Linked DNA regions of Mus musculus: all the other regions are linked to region 2. A link is a contact called in public HiChIP or PLAC-seq and promoter capture Hi-C data. All regions are on one chromosome and are shown on one strand. The core of a region is the stretch at or near the end of the contact, and the rest is flanking DNA. Distances in the headings are between cores, read along the strand shown. Region 1 overlaps Dock10 (dedicator of cytokinesis 10). Region 2 holds the start of Rhbdd1 (rhomboid domain containing 1). Region 3 overlaps Nyap2 (neuronal tyrosine-phophorylated phosphoinositide 3-kinase adaptor 2).

Evidence for each region. Promoter capture Hi-C pulls out the DNA fragments that hold promoters and counts their contacts. HiChIP or PLAC-seq counts read pairs in DNA pulled down with a chosen protein or histone mark.
Region 1: an H3K27ac HiChIP or PLAC-seq map of stem cell-derived neural progenitor cells shows a contact between it and region 2, with 4 times the contacts expected there. The contact joins the enhancer-like site here to the promoter of Rhbdd1 in region 2. A contact is called at or near these places in 1 of 39 promoter capture datasets (hippocampal neurons), 1 of 484 Hi-C or Micro-C datasets (B cells) and 2 of 115 datasets of contacts at active chromatin or transcription factors (large pre-B cells and stem cell-derived neural progenitor cells).
Region 3: a contact with region 2 is called in a promoter capture Hi-C map of second pharyngeal arch cranial neural crest. The contact joins the enhancer-like site here to the promoter of Rhbdd1 in region 2. A contact is called at or near these places in 6 of 39 promoter capture datasets (cranial neural crest, embryonic stem cells, frontonasal cranial neural crest and 3 more), 1 of 15 datasets of contacts at CTCF or cohesin (stem cell-derived epiblast-like cells), 14 of 484 Hi-C or Micro-C datasets (the G1E-ER4 cell line, cochlea, embryonic cerebral cortex and 9 more) and 15 of 115 datasets of contacts at active chromatin or transcription factors (the NIH/3T3 cell line, Th17 cells, acute myeloid leukemia and 12 more).

The regions. Positions count from the first base shown.
Region 1 is chr1:80,650,668-80,655,001 of GRCm38.p6, forward strand. The region is part of intron 1 of Dock10 (dedicator of cytokinesis 10); the gene reads right to left. Among named protein-coding and RNA genes, the nearest start is that of Dock10, 110 kb to the right of the region's middle. Within about 2 kb of position 1,549, at least 7 of the 459 cell types and tissues checked have an H3K27ac peak or open chromatin away from gene starts, as enhancers often do. A contact at or near this core is called in stem cell-derived neural progenitor cells, where this site is marked.
Region 2 is chr1:82,314,421-82,318,584 of GRCm38.p6, forward strand. It overlaps Rhbdd1 (rhomboid domain containing 1), which reads left to right and starts at 2,159. Exons shown (of 7, transcript NM_029777.3): 1 at 2,159-2,228.
Region 3 is chr1:81,299,953-81,304,304 of GRCm38.p6, forward strand. All of the region lies in intron 6 of Nyap2 (neuronal tyrosine-phophorylated phosphoinositide 3-kinase adaptor 2), which reads left to right. Among named protein-coding and RNA genes, the nearest start is that of Nyap2, 220 kb to the left of the region's middle. Within about 2 kb of position 1,944, at least 19 of the 459 cell types and tissues checked have an H3K27ac peak or open chromatin away from gene starts, as enhancers often do. A contact at or near this core is called in second pharyngeal arch cranial neural crest, where this site is marked.

The sequences.
Region 1 (4,334 bases), core at 299-2,798, 1.7 Mb before region 2:
ATCAGAAAATGCTCATCCCTGCCATAGGCTTGTGGATCATTTACATCCCTTTCCTCCACTAGTTTCCACATCTAAGTATGCAGCGCTGGTCAGTACTCACTGAAATGGCCTGTGAAATGGTTACTAACATCTTTTTCTTTTTCTCTTTTAAGTCCAGTGTGAACAGGAGTGCAGGAGTGTGCGTGCATTGCAACCCAGCAGTGTAAAGGGAAACAGCATGTCAGGAGTGGGTTTCTATAGTCTTGCTCCATTTTTAAAAAAAATGTTATGTCTCATTAGTCCTGAACTTGCACATTAATACAGAAAACAGGGCTAAGGGGTTGTTTTACTAAATAAAGTGCCTACCTTGCAACAGTAGGCTCTGAGTTTGCCCCCTGAAGCTATGTTAAAGTGCTGGGTATAATATTGATTGCTGACTTGCAATCTCTGCTTGAGGGTGGCAAGGACAGCAGCATCCTTGGAAATCAGTGACCATGGCTAGCCTAATTGCTGAGCCCAATAAAAAACCTTGTCTCAAAGGAGATGCTTGGTATCCATGAAGATCACATCTGACATTGTCTTTTGTCTTTCTCATGCACACATGTTCATATACACCTGCACATACAGCTACACTTCTCCCAAGCATGCATAAAGAAGAAATTGGAGGCAAAAGGATATTTCTGAGAAGACTTTTCACTGAAATACAAACTCTAGGTAAAATTGATCTAACTTAACTTACTATTGTAGGCACATCACAGTTCCAGAGTCTAAAGTTACTGATATAACAATTTACAAGTCAAACCACAAACTATTCTTGATAGATCAATAAAGTATAGTATAGACTACAAACATTTTTAAAGACAGTTTTATGTATCTGGCACAGCAGGGAACTCGTGAATAATATCCCTCAGTCCTTTCTTATTGCTTTGAGATTATTTGCATAGAAATAAGATATTGCATTGAGGTTATTTACATGGGGAATCTCAAATCTAGAATATGCGCTCAGTAATGTTTGACTGAGGGATACATTAGTAAACTTTTGTCTTTCCAGGAATTTTTCTTAATGTGTATCACTCAAGATACTCCACTATTTGTAGTTTTTTAAAATATGATTTTAGGAAGTAAATTGCATTAAGATGGCAAGAGATAGAGCTTGATTGGTGGAGTCCTTGCTGAACATGTGTGAGTCCATGCATTCTATCCTCACCTCTGCATAGACTGGGTGTGGTGATACAAACCTATAATCCTAGCACTTGGGAGATAGAAGTAGAAGGAACAGGGGTTCAAGGTAATCCTAAGCTATGCTGCTGAGTTGAAAGCCAGTCTGAGATACAGAAGACTCAGTTACAACCAAACAACCCAAAAGGGCACTAATAGATTCTCGAACACTTAGAAGCTGAGATTTAACAGAACCTGCATGGAGAGATGGTCTGTGTCTATTGTGGTGAGAGCCCAAGGGTAGACAGGCAACAGTTGTCCCTAAAATAAGTGACCTGTCTGTTCAACGTCTTGTATAAAGAGAAAGACACACTCAAGGATAGAGGAATCAGTTCTTTTGTCACTCTTGGCTCTGGGTAGAGACACAGAATGGAACTGGGAAGTGAGCAGAGCTGATTTATGGCCTTAACAAGGATAGAGCTGTCCCTCCTGAATTTAATGGGCCTGTTTCTTTTGGCGTATACCAAGTGGGATAAGGTGTGTGCCAAGATTACCCTGAATTGAATTGGGTTTTTATGGTGCTTTTTCCTCTTACCCTTTCTTGTAAATGAGTAATGAATTTCATTAACCATTCTAAAGTCACTGCTCCTGGGAAAAGAACCCACCACCAGCACCTGTTATTATGCAGCAGGGGGATGTTGCACCACAGTGGTAACAGGCCCTATTCTTCTCATGTACTATTAAGAGATTTGTTTGATCGGGTTCACCAAATCCACAGCTCCCCTTCACATCAACTTCACAGCATTAGGATGGACCCCTGTCACCAAAACAAAAGTTTCCTTCCTCTGGACTTAACCATGACTTCTAATGGTAAGCTAACACCATGTCTAAGCCCAGAGTTGTAAAGCTGACATGGCAACTGTCCAGTCTGTCAGGACTATTCGATTGGCCTGAGATAAGTAGACTGTTCATTTCTTAACTGGGGTTGTTTCATTTCTAGAGTAAAGGATAGCAGCACAAACATCTGGATTCTTTTCATCATTTGGGTAAAGAAACAATGCTAAAGAAAATAAGCATTTGAAATATGACTAAATTGACAAATGTTTTCCAGAATAAAAAGTACAGTCCAACTAGAAATTAACCTAGCCTATCTAGCCTTGTTTTAGCTAAGTTCAAAGTCTGTGGGAGGATGTGGTTGCTGGCCTTCTATGAAACACAGGGAGAATGCTTTCTTCATCCCCATGAGCTATGAGACTTTGTGCATGGTGATTAAATTCCTCATGCTTTAGTATATATGTTTGTAAAGTGATTTAGTAGAGGCTATCTTGGAGGATGAAATGATGTTGTGCTTAGAACAATACTAGGTCTGTAATACTGTTTTCTTAAATATTAAGTAGATAAAGACTGGTTTACCATTTTTACATGTTGCAGCTTGAAAGCACCTGTAATGTACTTGTAATATGTACAGGACACATTCAATAAATGTGTGTTCCATAATTAAGTGTATATCCCTTCTTCCAGGTCCAGAGATAACCTAGATTCAATATGAGGGAAATAAACACATATAAAATCCAAAGAGAAATGTATTCAACTTCATCTAGGGGTGACAAGAAAAGTAGGTAAGGTTGACAGTGGCTGTTCCTAGCCAGTGAAGACACTAAGTCAGCCTTTCAATAGAAGTAATTGTTGAGAATCATGGGTAATGGACAAAGGCATCTATCTGTAATGTGCTTTAGAAATGACATTAAGACTAGGACAGGGTCTGGAAGAAACCAGTGGGGAACTATATGCTACATGCCATGGATTTTCTAAATTCTTCAGGGCTTCATGAGAATTAGTTAGTTGTCAATATTGTGCATATAATTGGGGTTGTTTTGTTGTTGAAAACCTAAGTAAGGTAAGGTCCATAGTTCAAGTGTTGCTTCAAAAGGAAGAACAGAGATGCTGTCTCAGAACGTGAGCAGTGCAAGGTAATCTTGATGATATTTATAGATCCATATAGGAGATTAGAACTACAATCTATACTACCTAGGTTTCTAAGAAGTTGTTAGGCTGCCAGGATATGGTCTGATTCAGAAATTATACGATGATACCTATAAAATAATGAACACTTATTAAAATTGTTTTTCTATAATTTATAATAAAAACAAAATGCTTATTTATTATTGTTTAATGAAGATGAGAATAAATATTATGTAATAGAATAACTACGCTGACTTTAAAACTATAAAGAGAACTGATTGTAAAGACTCAAACATCATTAGCTTATTGCATTGGGGTACTGGGATATTGAGGATGTTGCTGTTTTTATGTTTTTGGAAGAACATGTGTTGCTTTCATCATGGTAAAAGGATGAACTTGATTCTTCAAAAGAATAAAGCCTTCATTAAACACTGGGGAGTTATTTGATTTTAAAATTGTTTACCCTTTGAAAATCCACCAGAGAGGAAGCCCAGAAATATCACAGTGGGGCTTCACATAGAATTTCAACCACTAACAGATTCAAGTAATTACAACAAAAGATACACAAAACACTGGGGAAAAGAGACCAGAGAAAATAATTACAGATTGGGCATGTGGTTATAGAAGCCATGCCAGCAACACAGAGAAGCACAATTAGCGATTTAATAACTGAACTATTTTTAGCTTTGTAGGGAGCCACAAACATCTGGTGAGTTACTTATACCCTGTCTTGATATGATGGTTGTAGCAAAGGATTCCAACTGGAAACTCTGGTGGGAAGTTTTAGAATCTCATACCTACCAGCCCTGTGACTTGAGCAAGCCATAGGAATCTTGGCTGAAGTTAATCAGGGTGGATAAAAAAGCATGTTGTTGTAAAGATCAAGCACATAAAATATATCAGCATAGTAGATGAACCACTAGATACCAGCAAAATATAGACTTGTTTTATTTAAAAACTATCCTACCCAAAGCCTTATACTTAAATCAAGACCAGCCAACCAGCAATCATACAGAGGACATTGAATTTTTCATTTACTAAGATATGTACCATATTTTACATTTGCTATCTAAATTTCCCTTAAAGTTCTATTAAAAATTAATAATTATGAACAAAGTAAAAAAAAAACCCTCAAATATAAAGGGATCTGGGCCTCTCTAATGCCATTTAGGACAAGGAAGGTAAGCTTCCTAGATATGCCTATTACCAATTCAGCATGACTTTCAGAGTCTGTC
Region 2 (4,164 bases), core at 909-3,408:
TAAGAAGGATGATAGACAATCTCTAATCAACGTAACCCATCTTTTGAAACAGTTTGAGTGTAATATATTTGATTCATTAGAAGCTGTGAGAGATAACAACAAACTCCTCCTTTACAGGATAATCCAGTTTTTTGGTACACTGTGTTGTTGTCTGGCATCTTTTCTCCTTCAGGGTGGATTCTGGAAGGTGGGAATGTCTATCTGCCTTTCTGCTAGTTTCCACCCAGTTATGAAATGTTCAAAGGAGGTAACCAAACCCCCAGTTTCAACACAGGCACCATATTTTATGAACATTAATTTGAGTCAAATGGCTAAGAATTGTTGCTTGTCCCTCAAGGGTTAGATACAATTTAAAACTGCACACCATAAATATATTTCATATACTAAATGGAATATGCATAATAATATCTTAGCTGACAAGTAAAATACTTTTGAGAACTTAAAAATTATAATTTTTACAAGGTAATGTAACAATGACTTGCTTTTCTACAAAAACGTTAGAGGACTTAGTCTGGCTTTGAGTCTTTAGTAATTTTAAGCTTTGTTTACATGTAAGAATTCTGACTGTCCCTCTATTAAAGTTTAGGCTAGGAAATTATTACCCAGATAATGGGAACTCCTGATATTCTTGCATCTATTTTCCAAGTGGAGAGATTACAGGTGTTTGCCCCTATGTCTGGTGAGGTCATTAAAAAAATGGTTTTTCTCTGTCCTCTTATATGCCAATGAAACATTTTACTCATATTTAAAATAGGATTAAAATGTTTTTTTTCTTTACTTTTTATGATTCAGGATGTCATATAGACTAAGCTGGTCTTGAAGTTATATAGCTGAGGCTGTCCTTGAACTCCCAATCTTCCTGTCTCTACCTTCAAACTGTGGGGTCATTAGTGTTCACCATCACAGCCTGCTCCCCAAGAACATTCCTAAGCCCTGTCTATTTACAATTGCATTTTTTTTGAGATTACTGATTTGAGACTTGATTTGCGGCTCTTTTAAAGTCACTTCTGCACTTAAAAACAAGATAATAACAAAAACAGTGTAAGTATAGAAAGGGGTAGACTGACAGAGAATATAAAGCAAGAGTATATTAATGGAATGGATGCATAGAATTGGTGGGAAGAACAAATAGAGACCTCTCCTTTTGAGAAATTGCATTCATGTTTTCTTCCTAAGGAGATATATTTCTACATGCAATTTAGTTCCCCCTACTCACTTGGGTTCCATTTCCAGGAATGCAGTTTCGCAATGTCAGTCTTGGACTTACATACCCCCCCACTTTTTTTTATACCTGAAAGGGGTTAAATTATAAGAATTCATTCTTGAATTTGCTAAGAATTTTGTCACTTGAAATTCTCATCTATATCTCCTAATAGTGTGGGAAATTTTCATTCAAATTCCAACTACAAGGGAAAATTTTTTAGGAGAATTTCTTCTGTTATACAATAGAAGATTAACTTTTGGGGGACTGGGAAGTTTTTAATATGCTAACTAGACGTGGCTACTAAGCCTTTTGGTAAATATACCTGCACCCAATTCATGCCTTGAAAAGGTGGAGCTCTCCTCTAATTACTAGAAAAATAATTACACCAAACATCGTTTTCTTGTAGGACACAAATGCAGCATTGCCTTTAGAAGAAGCTGCCCATGAAACTGGTTCCACGTTAGAAGGAGAAAATTGCATCAAACGACCTAAGTCACAAAAACCTTTTCTCACGAGCCCTTAAAGCAGTAAACAGGCTAAGCAGTGTGGCCTCGTGTTTGTGCTTGGGGAATGAAATGTACACCGTGGCCCTGTTTCGCCGGCCTACTTTCTGGGATAAGCAGCTCTCCTGAGGCCCATTGGGAACAGCTACTGTCTCCACCGTCCACTTGGTAGACTACACTGCACCGGGAAGAAACTTTGGCCTTGAGGGAGCTGGCCATAGGCGACTCATGCGCTGTGCGCGTGGTAAGTGATTATTAGTTAGTTATGGCTGTAAAAGCACACCGACACCCTTGTTGCTAAGGGTTGAATAGGATGAGCGCTACGCATTAGCTAGAGGAAGCCGAAAAGGCAGTACGAAGCACGGAGCATGCGCAGACTGCCGCTCCTTTCCCTAGGCCGCCGGAAGTGGAGCCTGCGGAATCGGCGTCCGTGCCGGAAGTTGAGTCTCCGGATTCGGCGTCCAGACGTAGTGACGCACGAGCGCGGGAGTACGTGAGGACGCAAGCGGGTCTTAGAGAGAGTGAGTTTCCGCGTCTCTTCAGCTGAGTGTATGGCATCGCTTTTGTGCGGCGTGTGTTGCGGCTTCCCGGGACCACGGATGGCGGGGCCGGGGCTGAGATCCGGGCCGCTGCGGGCCGGGCGGAAGCGCTGCTATGGGGCCAGCCAGGGTCCGCTGGGCGGAAGTGCTGCTTAGGGACCGGGCGGAGGAGCCGGCCCGCCGGGTCCGGGTCTTCTTCTCCCCTCCGGCCGGCCGGGATGGGGTCGCAGGGGCAGTCGCACCGGTACCGCTTCCCTGGCTCATGGAGATCTAGGCTGCCCGGATAGGCTTTTGCGAGGTTCCTCCGACTTCAGGAAGTTTGAGGCGAAGTTGCATCAGCTTGCACAGAGCTTGCAGTGGCAGGTGGTTGGGGGGGCGGCCACTTCTGTCTCAAACACACAGACCCATCCTAACCTCTGTAAGGCTGTCTGTACCACAGAATAGAGGACAGACATACACCCGAGGGACTTCACCTCTTCTCTTTTCACACATGCCTTTCCGTTTTTCCAAAACAGGCATTATTTAAAACAACAACAACAACAATAACAACTGTAATATCTAATTATTGCACGGTTAAGATTCAGTTGTCAGACTCATTTATAAAAGTCCCTTTCAGTAGCTTCATGACACCAGGTTTTCTTTGGGGGGGGGGGCATGGTGCCAGGTTTTTTGTTTTTTTTTTTTTTTCCCCCTCTACTTTTCATCCCAACGTCCTAACCTCATTTACCTTCTTCCTGCTTCTATTACTGATTCTGCTTCGGATCTTCTAGTGTTCTGGTACATTCCAGGAGAGCAAGTGCTCCTGCCTTGGTCCTGGGTTTGCTCTCCATCAACAGCATCTTCTGAGGGAATTGTTGGCAGTACAGATTTTAGTGTCATACCCCTTTGAGCAAGCCTTTCGGTCCATTCTAGCACTTCCGGGTACTGAGTTCGACGAATAACAGCGTAAAAAGTACTCACTCGTTATGGAATTTTATACATAATGAGGTTAGAGTAAGGTGAGGTATTTTCTAGATCTGGAATCTTGACCGAATCATTTAACTGTGACTTCATAGTACTAAGTGTTGACATGTGAAAACAAGTGGGTAGCAATAACCCATACAAAACACTCCAAGAGAAGTTACTAGACCTGCATGAAGAAAGCGCACAGGTCGTGGAGGAAGGACGAGGTGTAGGGTTAGAGAGCAGTTGGAGTGCATGATTTTATGACTGCTGCAAAGACTTTTATCCCAACTACTTATGAATAGTAAAAATTTAGATACAGGATAGTTATGGATGTCTCACACCTGTAACAGCAATGCTCAGGAGGCTGAGGCAAGAGATATCCTAAGTTTGGAGTCCAGTCAGAGCTACATCATGAGACCCTATGCAAACAGCCACATCAAGCGAGAAAGTTACAGCAGTCCGTTATGCCACTAATTTTATTTACATTGTGGTATTTTAGAAAATGAACTATTAGAAATTGTGCCAAGGTGGTTTAAAGGTCTTTGCCCTTCTTGTTTCTTCAACTTAGTTATACCTAAGTTTGTCCTGTAGTTTGGTAAAGGCCAGACCAGAGTTACAAAGAAGCATACAGTGGTGGCTAGCACCCCGCCACCAAAAGCTGTTTCTGTCCTTAGCTTTTGTCCCTATATATGGTATGGCTCCATCTTAGCAAAGAAGGGCTCATGTCCATTGGGGACGGTCACAGTTAAGTGGACAGGCTCCCAACGGGATGATTTTTATTTTATTTCTCCAAATTACTACATGGAACATTTTCTAAGAACTATTCCTTTCTCCAACGGTTCACCTAGAGGAAGAAATAATCATTTGGGGTCTGAAGCTACTGTTCTTGAGTCTAGGCTCATTACAGTGTTAAAAAGGGTCAGTGACTAGTGGTGGCCTGTGTAACACATAGCTTTGACTAAAGAGCACTGGT
Region 3 (4,352 bases), core at 694-3,193, 1.0 Mb before region 2:
ATTATTTCTCGTGAACTAATTTCCAGCTGAAAAATAAATTGTATTTGCAAAGCCTATTTTCCATAAATAACATTTATTTCCATGAAATTTGTTGAAGATTGTATCTAGCTTTGTGAAATATGGAATAAATTAATGTTAGTAATAAGACTACCGGTGACTAAATTAACCTATAGCTATACATTATAACGATGTTGCATTAGTATAACGCAAGTATGAAAATCCCCAATACTTTCTATGTGCTCTCAATACTTCTGTCTTATTGGTTAAAAAACATGCAAGGCTTGAGTTTTCTGTAAGGCATTCTATTGTATTTAATTAAAGTCAGATTTAAATATGTGAAAGATTACTTTTCAATGCCAGCTGGATGTTGAAATGTTGGAATTATTTGATTTCTATGTTCATGCAGGAATTCTGATTACATTTTATAAACATTGGTGTCACAGGATATTTTAGCATATTATTTAGATTTGTATGGTCATTATGCTTTAAGGACCAGATATTTAGAGGCCACTTTTTAAGTTTAACAGTCTCATAACAAGCATCTCAAGAAATCTGCTACTGAGCAGAAACTACAAACTCATACCTGTCCCCAACACACTTATTATCCATCTCCATCGCTACCAGGAATGAGGCAGATTGATGCAATTTACAACTCCGTCTAAGAAGATTCAAACCCATGGGGTGGCACTTAGGTCAAAGGACTCTGAGGGTGTCTGCTAGCTGCTAGTTCTCTGTACCTGGATGTGTCCTTTATACCCTTATCATCAGAAGTCAAAACTAAGGCAATGGAAAAATTATAAAGTAGCTGAAGAATATTCTTTAGTGTGTGAAAGGCACAGATGTTATGGGAGGATCTGAGGTGAAGTTTTCACAGTGACGATCCCATGCTGTTTATTGTTATCTCTGCTTCTTGCCTGTAGGATGTACAAGGACATGGGTGGAGCCTTTCTGTTCTGTTCTATATCAAACAGGTGCTCTTACTCCCCCATGTGGCAAGAGAGAATGCCAGTGTGAGCTGGCTGACACAAGCTGTCCAGCGTGTCTTGCTTATGGGATGCTAGAAGTTATGAACTGAAACGCTTAAATGCGTCACTCTTCTTTTTTCCAGGGAGCCTGTTTTTTTATCTGTAGAGTATGGGAAGTATTATTTGTTTAATAGTATTGTTGAGAATCAGTGTGATTATAAATATATGATTCATATTATATAAAAATAATATACATTTATATTATATAAGTATATTATATAAATTATATATAATTTCAAATTTAAAATATCAATTATATTATTATAACTGATATAATATTATTGTGTACTAAATATAAATGTATTTTTATATATGAAAAGGATTAGGGATAATATTTATTCTTTCTCTTCTTGCCATACATCATTTTACTCTCTCAAATACTCAAATTTTTCGGATTGCTGGAAAATTTTGAGAGGAGACTTCTGGCCACTGATGTAACAAAGAAGTTGGATGCAGATGGGTGACTTAGTTCACCCCAGTATTCCTATGTAATCCTGTGAGAAATTAAACACTCAGAATTTGCTAGGGTAGTGACTTTTTCTTGTCCTGTATTTATCATGTGTGGTTTGGATAAAATGTAAGTGGAAACTGACTACCAGTGTCATTTCAGCTCCCCTGTCATCTACTGTTATTTATTGTCCTATCTAGATTAAATGACAAATGAATGCAATGGAAATTCTACAGCTATCTAGGATGCTATCAACTTTTGTGGTTAGGAGAAAGAAGATGCTATGGTCAGAATGGTCAGCATATGCTTTAAGATGTATCACTGATTCAAATACATTGTTTTCTTTAAACACCAGCATGCACTCTGTGGAATACACCTTTAACAACAGAAACCAATGGGGCTTCAACAAGCCTGCCCCACACTGCTTGGAGAACTTTAACAAATAAAGTGGATACATGGCTCCCCCTAGCAACCGAAATGTATAGTACAACCAGCTCTTCAAAGGCAGGGTTGCTTTTAAAGTCTTACTTGTAAACACACCTCCTGAGTGAGGAAAATGAGCAACTGTATCCAACGCCCCTTGTGTGCTGCACATTTTTATGGATAGATGAAGGTAACTGCATTGGGCTGTATGACTTCTTCCCTTCATTTAATTATCTCTGTTCAACCTGAGTCTTGAGAGAAAACAAAAAACAAAAAACAAAAAAAGCATTGCCCTTCTTTAATTAAATTAAAGTGCAGGGGTGGGGAGCTTAATTCAATAAATGGAAGAATAACTTCTTGATTTTTTTCCTTCTGTTAATGTCATTGAAATGAGTAGCTTAAGAATGTTTCAAAAAAAAAAAAAAAAGAAAGAAAAAGAAGAAGCTCTCTCTAGCTACTGGGTAAGCTTTCCTTCGACTTAGGTGACCAGTAGAATATGAAGAAATGTTTGTACACAACACTTGCTCACAGTTGTTCTGCACTTTATTCCAGTGCCTCTCTACTTTCCTAATGCTGTAACCCTTTAGTACAGTTCCTCATGTTGTGGTGACCCCAAACCATAAAATTATTCTGCTATTACTTCAATAACTATAGTCTCCCTGCTGTGAGAAATTTTAATGTAAATATCTGATACACAGGATACCTGATTTGCGACCCCCCAAAGAAGTTGAGACCCACCATTGAGAACTTTTGCTTTATTTGAATAATATGGTCCCGTGGTGCATGCTTTTCTGAAGAAACACTAAGGGGCGTTAGTCGTTCCCTTCTATTCTGTGTGACACATAAACGTTACCCCTCGGGTTGAACCACCTTGCTAAACAAAACAGATATCTTAAGCAGCACTCGTGATCCTCCTGCAACTGCCACAGCTCTCAGGATTCTGTATTACCATGTTCATATCATATCTACTTTGTGCTCTTAATATCATATCTAGTAAGAAGTCATAATATGTCTATTAGTGAGGAAGCTGAAGCCAGAGTGTCTCTGTAATTCAAATCTGACACTAGTCACATGGTGCTAAGGTGTAAGCCCAGATTGTCTTATTAAAGCCATGCCGTACACAAAGCTGCCTTCTTCATACTTCGGTTCTCAACTGCTCTCCACATTCTCTTTTGCTCATTGGCTTATTAAACATGCAGATTTTCTTGGGTGTTATATTTGTGTTCATCATTCTTAAATGAAATTTGCATAGGGGAGTATGAATTGCAACAGGACTTCAACTAAACAGTGTCCCAACTTTGACTAGTATCCCCAAGGGTGAAATGAGGTTAGCAATGTGACTCTATCTCTGTCATATCACTCTCAACTTCCACTCTTGTGTTCTCTATTGAAAGAACTCATGAGAGACATAAAGAGCAGAAAGTCTCCCCCCCCCCCAGAGGAAAGGTATAGAAGTATATGATGAACAAAGAGACAATACTCTCCACTTATATTTCAGCTAGTGCATTAATACTCTTCTATTATAGTGATAAAATACCATAACCAAAGCAACTTACAGAAGGAGGGCTTCCTCGGGCTTATGGTCCTAGACAGATAAAAGTCCATTATGACAAGGAAGCCTGACAATCAGTAGTCAGTCAGGTGAGGGCGCTAAGTGTTCACATACTAAACTGCAAGCAAGAAGCAGAGACAATCAACTGGCAATGACTGACTCTTGAGTCTGTTTCCACTCCCATGCTGCTGTCAGCAAAGCCACATCTATTAAGACTGCTCAAACAGTGCCACCCACTGGGGACCAAATATTCAAATGCCAGAGACTCAGAACTCTCACAAACCACTACAGCTGGCTTCATATAGCTCTTAAAGTCTCTAGAGCACGCAATTTTTCTTTGGAGTACTTTCCCTGTCTAAAAAGCTGGCAGACCCTTTTAAACTGACTCTTACTAAGGGAAATAATGATGCCCTTCAAATAAAAAGTCCTTGGCTAGAGAGTAATCATGTAAGGTATAGGTAGTTACGTGTTAGTGGACTTTTAGAGGTTCAAAAGTTCACTATGTCATGCCTCCCTCCCAGGCCCAGAGATATGATTTAAATCCCATTCTATTGAACAATAATCAGAGTTCTGTAGGTTTAGTCATTAGTTTTAAAACCTGCTGATTATAAGCATAGCTCCAGTGATCTCCAAGAATGGATGGATTGACTTTGGGATCAGCTTCACTGAGGCAGCTCAACTTTATTTTCTGTGAACAAGGGTTATGGAGAACTTGGGGAGTAGGTTGGGCCTTCCAGGTTGATAGACATCATTGGCTAGAGTGGGAATGCTTCATTTACATGATAGGAACATGCCAGGCAGGAGACAGGAAGTAAATCTGTCTATAGGCTGTGTGAATTTCGTCAGACCTTTTTGGGGGTTACAGGATGAAAGGGCTGATTGGTCATAATACAGTACCTAATTA